Regions from separate parts of the Mus musculus genome. Here region 2 is linked to region 1. Evidence: chromatin contacts called from public HiChIP or PLAC-seq data. All regions are on one chromosome and are shown on one strand. The core of a region is the stretch at or near the end of the contact, and the rest is flanking DNA. Distances in the headings are between cores, read along the strand shown. Region 1 holds the start of Stxbp1 (syntaxin binding protein 1). Region 2 overlaps Niban2 (niban apoptosis regulator 2).

Region 1 (6,342 bases), core at 1,133-3,632:
AAACCAAAAAAAAAAAAAAAAGCAAAAGCAAATTATCATAAACTATGACTAAAGCCAGGAATGGCAAACACCTTTAACCCCAGCACCAGGAGGCAGAAGCAGGTAGATTTCTGCACATTCTAAACCAAACGGGGCCACATAGTAAGTCCTGTCTAAGTAAATAGATCGATAGATTAAATAAATAAATAAATAAATAAATGCATTTGTTTTAAAAAGTACTTGAATTACTACTTGGCCACTACTCAATACAGCCTCTCTGAATCCCAGGGTCCTCGTCTATAAAAAAAAAAAATCACTTGATTTCTGAATGATATGCGGAAAGGGTCCCAGATCACAGGGCTGTCCACACGTGTGGGGTACTCATGGACTTCATAGCCATACTTTGTAGCCTATTTGTTTCAGGTTTTTGAGACAGGAGATTACCATGTAGCCCAGGCTGGCAGAAGTTCACAGAAAGTCTCTTGCCTTACCCTCTCAAACACTGGGATGTTTGCCACCGTGTCTAGCAGTCCTTTATGATTAAAAAAATTTTTATTATATGTATACGTAAGTATGATGTATGTACACACTCTGTGGCACTCATGTGGAAGTCAGACAATTTTAGGGAGTTGGTTCCAGAGAACTGCTGTAAAAGTTTTATTATATTTACCTAATGTCTGATACCAAGCGCCACTGTGCGTGTGTGGAGGTCAGAGAACGTGTGGGAGTCTGCTTGCTCCATGCACTAACTGGATTCCAGGGGGTCAAACTTAGGATATAAGGCCAGACGACAAGTGCCTTTACCCACTGAGCCCTCTCAATAGCTCTGCCTTTGGGAGTTTGTTGTTGTCGTTTTGTTTTGTTTTGTTTTGTTTTTTTAAACTGGGTATATGTAGCTCTGGCTTGCCTGAAACTCACTATGTAGACCAGGCTGGCCAAGAACTCACAGAGTTTGTCCTGCCTCTACCTCCCAAGTGCTGGGATTAAAGGTCTGTGCTGCTATGCCCTCCTTTGTGGTTCTTTCTTGTTTGTTTGTAAAGATAGCGATTTTCTGTGTAGCCCTGGCTGTCCCTCAACTTGTTCTATAGACCAGGCTTTTCTGAAACTTGCTCTGTAGACCAGACTGGTCTCAAACTCAGGGACCCCCTAGCTTTCTGTCTCCTGAGTGCTAGGACTAAAGGTATGTGTTACCACACCTGGCTCCTTTGTGATTTTTCCTTTTAAAAATGTTTTTAAAAAAGATTTATTCATGCATGTATTTTATGTATGTGGGTATTCTGTTGGCATGTATGCACATCAGAAGAGGGCATTTGGTCCTACTAGATACAGTCACAGACAATTGTGAGCTGTCATGTGAATGCTAAGACTTTAACTGAGGACCTCTGGAAGAACAGCCAGTGCTCTTAACCACTGAGCCATCTCTCCAGCCCCATCCTTTGTGATTTTTAAGTTAGTTGGACTTGTTCATTTTTTCTTTGCACTTTATTTTATTTTCCACCATCAGGGATCAAAGTGGAGACCTTGCATATAACAAGCAAGTGCTCCACCTCTGAGGTACGTCTCCTACTCTTGTTCTGTATTTCCAAAGCAACCTTCTTCATTAGCAAAGATGGAACCTCGAAAACCAGTATGTGACCATGTAGACAGGAGGAAGGAGATGCTGAGTCCAGAGTTGATTCTGTAGTATTTCCTAATTAGATTTGGACTTTGGAAACTACTGGATTTGTTCCATGTCTTGTGCACGAGTGCAGCTCCAGTATACAGAATATCCATAGTAATTCATATACATAGCTTATACATAGTTATGGGAGAATAATATTCATTAGTGACTGATAGATAAATGGTACAACAGCAAGCGCCTCGGGTGTGTTTTTGTACCTGAAAATGAAGATTAGAAATGATGTTCGGTTATTGCGCGAATTTAGTAAAATGATACCTGAAAGGTGTGTAACACAGAGCTTAGCTCTCCATCAATGGTAAACAGACCACAGAGACACAGGGATAGTGTCAGTGTACTGTAAGCCTATGTTGTGGCTGGGAATGGGACTACAGTTAATAAGAATCTGCTCTCAGAGTTCGGTTTTTTGGCAGGAGAAAATGGAAGGCTCCCAAAAAAGCAGGAAGAGCATCACAGCCTGGCTTTAGGGAGATTCCCATGACCTGGGCAGCCCGTGCAGGGCTGGCGAGGGGATTTTAGGACCCTGAGGCCCTGGCGCGAGCGTGAGGCGCAGGGGAGGGCGCTCCCGGAGCCTGCATCCCGGAGGGCGGGGTCTCGCGCCCGGGCCGCGCTTCTATTGGCGGCAGCGCGCGGGTGACGATGACGGCTGGCGCGAGGCCCCGCCCCGCAGCCCCGCCCCTCCCGCGCGCGCTGGCCGCTACACAGCCTCGCTTTGGCCCGAGTCGCGCCCCCGCGCGGAGTCCGCGCGTCAGTCGGTCCCGAGCGCGACTGCGGGGCGGCGGGCTGCAGACAGCGGGGCGCGCGGCCCGGGGGAGGCGACGGTGTCGCGGGAGGAGCATCGGAGCCCGAAGACTCGAAGAACGCCATGGCCCCCATTGGCCTCAAGGCGGTGGTCGGAGAGAGTAAGTGGCGTCCGGGTGCTGCCCCGGGGCCGGCGAAACCCGTTATTCAGGCGCCGCCCTCCCGGGAGGGATGCCCCTCTGGCTTCCTGCGGCCAGCAGGCTTCCCTGACTCACGCTTCACCCAGATCCCCTCTTCACCTCGGTCCTCCTCACCCCAGACGCCTCCTCAGTCTCTATTCCTCCACCTCTCTTCATCCCATCCCTCCTCCTCATACCTCGCCTTCATAAACATCTCGTTTTCCTTTTTACCTTCATCCATTCACTTCCATCACGCCATCTCTCCCTTCATCCCATCCCTCTCCTCTCTCTCTCTCTCCCTGTTCACCTCCCCCACCCGCGCCTTTATCCCCTCCAGCCCACCACCCTCCTCTGCAGCATCACCCTTCTGCACCCCAACTCTTCTCCAGACGTATTCCTTTCCTACCGTCTCCTTTCCTTGCCTTCTGCATATCCAGAGCTCTCAATTCCGCTCCCCCCCCCCTTTCTTTCTGTCTCCAATCCCTCCCTCTTTCCCACCCTCCCTCGTGAATCGTGACGAACGAAGCCTGGCCTGCGTCCTCCTCCCTCCCTGCCTCCCTCTCCCGGGAGCAGGGCGCTGTCCCCGGCTGCAGAGACCCACCTGGGAGCGGCTGGGCGCGCGCCGCCAGGGCCACTCCTGCCAGCTGGGCAGGGGACACGGGGTTTTCCTGTGGCACTGCTTCCGCAAGGCTCTCTCCGCCTCCCCTTCCCCGGGCTGGACTTAAAGGGAGGGGTCTTAGCTGGTCCGAACCCTTAGAAATCCCAAGGGAAAGGGGAGCAGTTTCGGAGTGTCGCGGGAGGAGTGGCCCCAGCCAGCGCCGCAGTCTGCAGTCTCGCTGCTTGTGGGACTCAGACCTGGGCGTCGCTGCGGGGAAGATGTGACTGTTTATAGGTTTGCATGAAAGGCACAGCAGACATGTTTAAATTTATTTATTTATTTTTTTTTAATAATGGATGGGGAGCGTCGAAGTGAGGGCGGGCTGTCGGTATTCTCAAAGATGGGTGACCTAGGTAGAAAAATAGTGCCTCTTAAGTATTTTGGCACGTCTTTACAATGAAACCGCGTGAACACTGCTGTGACTTTGGCTATCTTTTTAGAGTGAGAGAGAAAATGAAAGTGCCTTTTCCCTGTAGGAGAGGTGGAAATTTACAGTTTCCCTTTTCAGTGATCCTGTTCTATGGCAGCTTCCTCCCCGCCCCCCACCCCCCATCAAATGCAGCATAACTGTTGAGCGTACTAACTGCCTAACCCTTATCTTTTGACTGGTATGAGTAGGGGGGGGGGATACTCTTCCCTGATATAGTACATCAGGAGAAATTATTATAAAAACAAAACCAAAAGTCGACCTTTTTAAATGCTTATGCTAGCACCCGTGCTGTAAAGGCTACTTGAATTGTTTTCTGAGGAGAATTGGTGGTTAAGGCTGCAAGTATCCCTAGGGATTTTCTGTCGTCAACATCTTCATTTTCACCTATGGGAAAACAATTGAGGCTTGGAGCAGTTAAATGACTTGCTGAAATCACTGTTAATTAATTTTTTTTAATCTAGTGTCCGTTTCCTTGTAGTTTAAGTAAAAATAACATCCTTGCATTCTACATACATAAAGTTTTCTTTATACCCCCCTTTTCAAGGGCTAGAGGTATGGGATCGAATGTTGTATTCCAGGTATTATATTTTGAATACTACATTTGAATGATAAAATACTTATTAAAGAATCTCCCCCAAGACAGTCTCTACAGTCCAAGCTGCTGGCCCAGAAGGCACTATGTAACTTAGACTGGCATTAAATTTATCTTAATCCTCCTGCCTCAGCGTCACAAATGCTGAAGATTATAGCTGTGAGCCACCAACTTCAGCTTATTTTTTGTTAATGCGAGACAAGGTCTCACTTTACAGCCCTGGCTAGCCTGGTACTTGCTACCCAGTGCAGGCTGGCTTTGAACTCATGGTAATCCTCCTGTCTCAGGCTACCAAAATGTTGGGGTTCCAGGCTTGCACCACCATACCCAGGTGGTGAGGTGCTTGCATCCTTTTGCCAAGACCCTTAGGTGTCACCATAACCTCTCGCCTTGCCTCTTTTAGAAGTAAGCATCAGAAAAAGTTATATATATATATATATCAGTATGCAATATGGCCAAAATTTCCTTTGAAACAAAGTGAAACTGTGGTGTGCAAAAATAAGCACAATTAAAAAAAATGATGAATGTGTGAACAGGCTTCTATTCCTGTGACAATTGAGTTAGGCGTGTGCTTTAGGAAAATGTATCGCTGAATACGATTTTAATGCTACCTTCTAGTTTTTGGTGGGGTTTCTGCTTTGGCTTTTTTCTCCAAAAAATAAAAGTGAGATGAAGATGCTTTTCCTTTTCACTGTCTTGAGAACTGAGTCTAATATAGCCCAGGTACGCCTAGAGCTGCCAGGGGCTCAGCATGAGTTAAAACTGATCCTCCAGCTTCTCCCTCTGGAGCCTCCCACCACTGTCTCCATTTTCAGCAGTGCTGGGATTGAACCTGGGGCCTCTAGTATGCTAGGTTAGCACTCTACCCACTGAGCTACAGCTGCAGCTAAAGCTTTTAAAAACCCACTATGCACCAGTTTAAATGTCACCTTCCTTTTGCTCTAAGTTAACATTCCATAGTCACCGTCTTAGTTGGGGTTATCGTAGCTGGAATGAAACACCATGGCCAAAATTAGCTTTGGGAGGAAAGGATTTTTCCACATCACAGTTCATCATTGAAGGAAGTCAGGACTGAGCAGGCACCTGAACTCAGGAGGGGATGCAGGCCTGCTCAGCCTGCTTTCTTACAGAGCCCAGGGGTGGTCTCACCCACAATGGGCTGGGCCCTCCCACTTCAGTCAGTGATTAAGAAAATGCCCTACAGGCTTGCCTACAGCCCCATTTTACAGAGGCCTTTTTGTAATTGAGGCACCCTCCTCTAAAGGCTCTAGCTGTGTGAAGTTGACATAAAACTAACCAGCACAGTCACTATCAGATTTTTTCAGAAGTAAAAAATGATCCTGTCCTTTGTTTGTTTTGGGGGGAAGCCCACATCACTTAGGATATGAATAAACACAAAATAAATGTAGTTTTGAGCCCCTTACCTTTCCCTGGAATCTGCCCCAATCTAATTTAGAGCCTTGCACATGTGCAGTACCAGCCCCAGAGCCCTTCTGGGCCCTTCTGAGTTGAGCTTCATTGGATAGCCCGTGGGCTGTAGGTGTAAGAAGAGGATATGGATTGATTTAGCTACTTATTCTATAGACATTTGTTTAGAGCTTGCTAGGAACTATGGGAGTTTCAAAGCTGAAAGCTAAGAAAACATGAATCTGCTGTGCCAAGCAAGCATGGTGGCATATGCCTTTTTCTCCAGGACTCCGGAGGCAGAGTTCCAGGCCAGCCTGGGATACTTAGTGAGACCCTGTCTTCAAACCAACCAGCCAACAAGCCCCTAGAAACCAAACCAACAGCAAAATGGGACTAGGTCGACTGTGTGGCCATCAGTCCTCCAGAGGTTTTCTGCTGCTTCCCCAGCATGCTGTAGAACACACTGTGACTTACTTGTGTGTTTTGGCCTTGCCCAACTGGTCTGTGTGTTTCTTCAGTGGGTCTTGTTCTTGGGCCTGTCCTCAGTGCATGATGTAGGCACTGACACACAGTTAATGTTGGACAGACAACTCAGGAGAACGAGAACAGGCTCAGTAACTAGAATTATGGGAGACCCCCATGCCAGCTGGGATAGTGGGTTCTTGTGCCCTGTGCCAA
Region 2 (6,342 bases), core at 1,272-3,771, 49 kb before region 1:
ACAAGCCTCACTACCAGGCCCAGCCCAGTTTCAGGGTTTCATGGGGACTGAAACCTAGCAGGTGACAGCACCTGTCGGGTGGGGCAGACTCAGAACTGGCCTGCCTGGTTCTTGGAGCACTGGGGAGGACTCCAGATAGGGAGATGGGGGGGGGGGTAACCAGGATGATGACCCACCCACCCCAGAAACTAAGGACTGAGGTAGGTGGAGATGGGGTTCCCCATATCATGAAGTCAAATACCAGTAACTACACCATCTGACTGGCACAGCCAGGAAAACTGAGGACCAGAGAGGTAGTCACATACTGCTAGAGTCACACAGCACAGCCCAACAGATAAGGACAGGAGTCTATAGGGTCTCAGTGTCTCACCTAAAGTCTCTCTCCTGGACCACCTAGGTCTCCTCGGCACCCAGGAAAATGCTACAGTCTCATGTAGCCCAGGCTGGTTTCAAGCTTGTTATGTAACCAAGAATGAGTCTGAATTCCTGAGCCCTCTGCCTCCACCTCCCAAATTCTAGGATTAAAAACATGAGCTACCACACCCATCTCAAAGTATGAGCATTTTTTTTTCTTATAGCATTGAGGATCAAACTCGGGACCTCCCGCATGCAAGGAGAGCACTGCCAACTGAGCCATACACACACACACACACACACACACACACACACACACACACACACACGACACAGACTTGGGACAGTTTGAGTCTTAACAGGGAAACAAAATTGGGGAAAGACATTCCACACCCACCACCAAGACTGTCACTGTCAGCCTCTGGAGAGGATGTCCCTCTGAGGAGGATGCAGCAGCCTGTGGGTGGCCCCTATCAGGAGGGCTGATGCAGGGCTCCTGCCTGGGACCTGTAATCAGGTACAAGTTGGGGGGAGGAGGAGTAATGACAGGCTTCATCATCCAGCATGGGGGAGGGGCATAACCGGCCCAAGAGAAGAGCTGGGACCAGCGGGCAGGGACCATGTAGAGCCAGAGTCAGGAAGAGAAAGTGTGACAGTCACCCTGGTCCAGAAGGGAGCTGCTCCAGAGAGCAGAGGCTGATGCAGACCCCTTGGTGAATTGATCCAGAAGGAGGGGTGTCCTCGGCAGTGGGCCCCAGCTTCTGGGCCCACCATCAGAACTGTGAGCTGACTTAGGCCAGCTCACCTCAGCTCAGCCTGCACCACCTGCCATTGCCCCCAGCCGGGTCACTACCTGCCTCAGCCTCCAACTTACTCCTGACTCCCTCTGGCCCTTCCCATACCAGGAGAAGGAGGGAGCTGCCTGGTCCTCCACTGCTCACAAACGTCCTAAGGCTCCTTCTGCCCTTGGGGTAAAGGTATGGCTCCTATTATAACCACAGTACCGAAGCTGATCCTTCAGCCCCACCCCATCCCATCCCCCATTCTCTTCCTTTGGAAATCCCCAGGCTGGGTGGGTGCTCCCCACTTATCTACACCGTGTGAGAACTCTCTCACAAGCTCCACGCCCACCCTAGACTCCTCACACTGAAAGGCCAGCATAGAAGCTGGGACCTCGGAGGCTCCCGAGGATGAAGAAACATCCAACACAGATCTTCTTTGTTGGGAAAGTGGATGTCACACGAGCTTTCTCTCCCTTCTCACCGCAGGTGTCCTGAAGAGACCTGCTGGGTTAACCCTCTTTCCTGAAGATCAGGAATTAACAAAGAAAACCCCCTTCCTCTGAACACAGCTCCAAGGTGTGCCTGTGAATGTGCTTGCTGTGGGCTGGGGACACCAAGTGTGCCAAGACTACGGTTCACGCGTAAATGACAAGGATGTTTGGATAGAGACTCTGCCATCTCACTGAGGACAGACCACTGTCTCACTGAGGACAGACTGTGAGAGATGTATAGAGCACAAGGCTAGGGACACAGTATAGTGGCTAGTGGTGAGCATATTCCTATTGTGCACGAGGACTGGGTTCAATTCCCAGAACTACAAATGGCAAACCTTTTTTTTTTTTTATTTAGACACAGGTGGAGAGGCACCAGGATGGCTGGGGACCTAGCATTTCTCATGTAGGTCACAGAAGAGCAGAGCAAGTCCTGACCTAGCAGAGCCCAGAAGCTTCTAGAAGCATTGCCGCCACTGGAGAGACAGAAGCTGGGAGATCAGAGACTTGTCCGCCAGGCCAACAGGCCCTGGACTCTAAGGACTGTGGAAATGTCCAGAAGATCAGGTGACTTGCTTTGTTAAGGATGAGTTGGCCTTCAACAGCCCCAGGAGAGCGTAGATTCCCCATCTGCAATGACACAGCTCCTACCCCACGTCCTGACATGCTGCAGTTCACGAGCGGATAGCAATGAATGGAATCCAAGGCTGAGGTTCTCAGTCCCCTTGCCCTTCCCAGCCCCTGCCCTGGCTGGGTCCGACTGATACCAAGTGTACCCCCACTCTGCACTCTCTCCTATGAAGCACCCTTTGGCAGAACACCCTTTCTCAACTCCCAGGCTTAGAATCTTAGTCAGCCTGCCTTGCCCTGCTCCCCACCACAAGGCTCTCTGGTTCTCCATTTGCATCTAATTATAATCATCACAGCATGAGCTAATGCATGCCACAGTTGCCCAGAGCCAGCACTGAGGCGGTTTTCTGAAGCACTTTAGCTGAGAATCAGAGAATAGTCACGATGACTTTATTTAACCCCCACCAGGACAAACCGACAAACCCATTCTCTGGATGAGGGATCCACAGCTCAGAGATATTCAGTGACTTGCCCAGCATTACATAAGAGAGCAAACCAGGCATGACATCACAGCCCCCTGCTACCCCAAACGGGAATGAAGAACTCTGAGAGAGAGGGGTCCTATTTTAGTGGTTAAGGTATCTAGTGGGCTGTACCAACTGAATCCTGAGCTGCCACATCCCCTTGTTAACAGGCCATTGGCACTTTGGGAAGGTCCCTCCTGGACCCAGGAGAGCTGACCGTGGATAGATGGGGACTGAGGCCCGGAGACTAGGAAGCAGGTCTCCAGGTTTTCTCCACACTGGCTCCCCAGGATCCAAGCCTAGCCTTGCCTTCTCTCCCTGATCCATTAAACAGGCGTGTAAACAATGGCCCCCAGGGGGAGAGGTTATCTAGTTCCAGATGCCAAGAAGGCCACCTGCAAAGGACTCTGAAGGCCCAGGAGGGCTGGGTCTCCTTATCCAAAGACAGATTTGGGAGTAGTCACCCAGGACTTCGCACAAAGCCGCCTTGCAAACTTCTCAGTTAGCAAATATTTAACCAGAACTCAGCAACAACAGGTCTCATGAAGGCTAACAGCTGAGCCGGGAGGGCCTAAGGGGTGGAGAGGGCAGCCAGGGTGGAGACTGGGGAAATGTCTGGGGGTGGGGCAGGGGAGCACCTGGGACTTCTCTTCACATCCTCCACTTCTGTTGGGAAACTCAGTTCCCATCTGGACACAAACAGGAGAAACAAAGGCCTTCTCATCCCGCCCCAGCCCCGCCCACTTGCCTGGCATCAGCTCTGTGCCCGCAGCCTCCAGCTGGCAGCCTGTTCTAGGAGGGCAGGATGAGGACGCCCCTGCGTTTGGGGGAGCAGACAGAAAAAGGAGGCCCAGGCCTCCAGCAGCAGCATCCACCCACAGCAGGACAGCCTACCCCCCCCACCCCACCCCGCCCCCCGGCCCGCCACAGGACTAGCATCATGCCCACCCTCCAAGCTCTCTGAGTCTCCAGGGCTGGGCCCTAGGAATCTAATGAAGAAGACTGACTGTCAATGAGAAACCATAATGGTGCTGGAGAGCTGGCCCAACGGTTAAGGGCATGTGCTGGTTTTGCAGAGGACCTGGGTTCTGTTCCCAGAAACCACAATGGTGCACACAAGTGGCCAGAACTCTAATTCCAGGAGCTCAGACACCCTCTTCTGGACTCTACAGGCATCAGGCATGCATGTGGTATCCATACATAAAATAAATATCAATAAATTTTAAACAAAACAACAACAACAACAACAAAATGATGTCTGGCTCAGCAGGTAAAGGCTTAGGACCTCAGTTCAGTGAGGACCCCACAGGATAGAAGGAGAATTAACTCCCATGAGTCACCCTCTGACACAAAGCTTGTAAAAGCGACCCCACAATGGGTAAGTCTTCAGACACACAAGAACCAAGAATCTGTTTATCCCACCCCTCGGTAGACCAAGGCCTTTCCGTGGGACAGCAAGCTCCAGACTGAGATGGCATTTTCAGATAAGCCCACCTCTCACAGGCTCCAGGAGAGAGCACATGGCTTCCGTCTGTCTGAACCTCCATTTCCCTGCTGTACACCTGAAGAAGCAGCCCCGCCTCGCCAGGTGTCAGAAGGATGAGATGAAATGAGTAACTCCACAGAGTCTGACAAACAGGAGTTGGCGCTGCCAATGGCAGCGCTTGAAGTGTTGAAAGGAGTTGTGTCATCCGCCCAGCACTAGTGGCTAGGGTAGGGCACCTGTCGGTTAGCAGGGGCTACCCAGTCCTTCTGCAGAGCAATCAAGAAACAGGAAACATAGCCGGGAGAGGTGGTGCACGCCTTTGATCCCAGAACTTGAGAGGCAGAGGCAGGCAAACCTCTGAGTTCAAGGCCAGTCTGGTGTACAAAGCAAGTTATAGGACAGTCAGGGTTACAAAGAGAAACCCTGTCTCAAAAAAAAAAAAAAAAAAACACGAAAAAGAGAGATGGAAAACATGCTGGTCACCACAGCACACGTCCTTAATCCCAGCACTTGGAAGGCAGAGGCAGGTGGATCTCTAGTGGCATCTGTCTTATCTCAGGGTGGAGGAGATGGGAGGTCGAGAAGTAGGAAAGAAACAACATATTTATGATCTACTTTTCCTAGGCCCTTGTCATTCAAAGGTTAATTAATCAGAAAGGGGAAGTGGACCCAACAGAAAAACAGCCAGCAGACCTCACCCAACCACAGCCCTCGTCCCACAGTACTGTGGATGGGGGTGCCACCTCACACACACCCCATCCCAGACACAGCATGTCACCAGAGAGGCTGGGTCATCATCCCCAGAGACAGCACCAGCTGGGAATCCAAGATCCTCAAGACCTTGATCATCTGTCACTTGTGCCCCAGGCTAGTTTCTTGTCTGTCTGTCTTTCTGTGTCTAAGCCCCTTCCCACCAGTGTTCTCCTAGTGGGTGAGCTCCAGGCATGGGAGAAAGGATCGTGCTTGGGTGGCGCCGTGCCATGAGCAATCACAGAGTCTGGAAAATTCCCTGGATAAAGTCTGGCCTGACCAAACGCAAGCTAGATTACATGTGAACATAGACAGCACCCATGGCCTCAGCAAGGGCTCTACCTGCATCTGAGGCCCAGAACAGGGCAGGTGACCTGCAGAGAGGAAGGTCCCAGACGCCAGAGACGTGCAAGCAGAGGCTGAAGAGGACTGTGCCCCAGAGGGGTAAGCAGGAACAGTTCAGACTTTGGGACCACACATGTTCAGCTCCACCACTGGCTGTAGCCTTCTGAGTCTCAGTTTCTTTCCATAAAATGATCATTAAAAATGGTCCAGACAGCCTGGGTTAATGGCACTCTGGAGCCAGAAATAGGTGGAGCTCTGTGAATTTGAGACCAGACTGGTCTACAGGACTGCCAGGGCTATGTAGGCAGACCTTGTCTCAAAAAAGTTCCCTCCCAAAAAAATGTAAGTTAGGGGCAGGAGAGAGGGCTCAACAGTTCAGAGCCCTTGTTGCTCTTGCAGAGGACCTGGGTTCGATTCCCAGCACCCTTACCATGGCTCACATCTATCTGCAACCACAGTTCCAGGAGGTCCCATAAACGTCCTTCAGATCTCCTCAGACATCAAGCACAGATGCAGTGCACATAGAAGTAGAGGCAAAACACTCGCACATAAAATAAACACTTCTTAAAAAAAAGAGAAAAGAATCTTCCAGACAAGTGTGGTGGTGCATACCTTAATCCCAGGACTGGGGAGGCAGAGGCAGGTGGATCTCTGTGAGTTCGAGACCAGCCTGATCTACCTAGTGAGTTATATAGGCCAGCCAGAGTTACATAACAGAAAAACTTGTCTCAAAAAAAATTTCTTTTAATAATTTTTTTAAATGACCCACCTAAGCCAGGTGCATCACTGGTAAGATTATAATCTCAGCACCAGAAAGATTGGGGCTGGAAAATTAGGAATCCAAGGTCAGCCTGGGCTACATCACAAAAACCCTGTCTCAACAACAATAAAAGTTGCAAGGACCCAGTAAGATGTGCCAGGAGCACTTGGCACCCTCCCTGTCTGTCTGACAGGGAGAGCCCGTAAATGCCAATGCTGCTCCGATAGGAACCAATAAATAGAAAATTCCAGTTACTTCAGCCCCAACAGGAAACGACTGA

The links. HiChIP or PLAC-seq counts read pairs in DNA pulled down with a chosen protein or histone mark.
Region 2: a contact with region 1 is called in an HNF4G HiChIP or PLAC-seq map of pancreatic cancer cells. The contact joins the enhancer-like site here to the promoter of Stxbp1 in region 1. A contact is called at or near these places in 1 of 39 promoter capture datasets (macrophages), 1 of 15 datasets of contacts at CTCF or cohesin (large pre-B cells), 9 of 115 datasets of contacts at active chromatin or transcription factors (the 230-238 cell line, the HPC-7 cell line, effector CD8 T cells and 5 more) and 4 of 9 other capture datasets (adipose tissue, embryonic stem cells, liver and 1 more).

What each region holds. Positions count from the first base shown.
Region 1 is chr2:32,843,272-32,849,613 of GRCm38.p6, reverse strand. Stxbp1 (syntaxin binding protein 1) reads left to right here and starts at 2,382. Exons shown (of 19, transcript NM_009295.2): 1 at 2,382-2,559. The coding sequence starts at 2,523. It overlaps Gm13524 (predicted gene 13524), which reads right to left and starts at 3,678. Exons shown (of 2, transcript NR_166175.1): 1 at 3,179-3,678; 2 at 1-1,857.
Region 2 is chr2:32,892,855-32,899,196 of GRCm38.p6, reverse strand. All of the region lies in intron 1 of Niban2 (niban apoptosis regulator 2), which reads right to left. Among named protein-coding and RNA genes, the nearest start is that of Gm13523, 13 kb to the right of the region's middle. Within about 2 kb of position 2,521, at least 156 of the 459 cell types and tissues checked have an H3K27ac peak or open chromatin away from gene starts, as enhancers often do. A contact at or near this core is called in adipose tissue, pancreatic cancer cells and pancreatic islet, where this site is marked.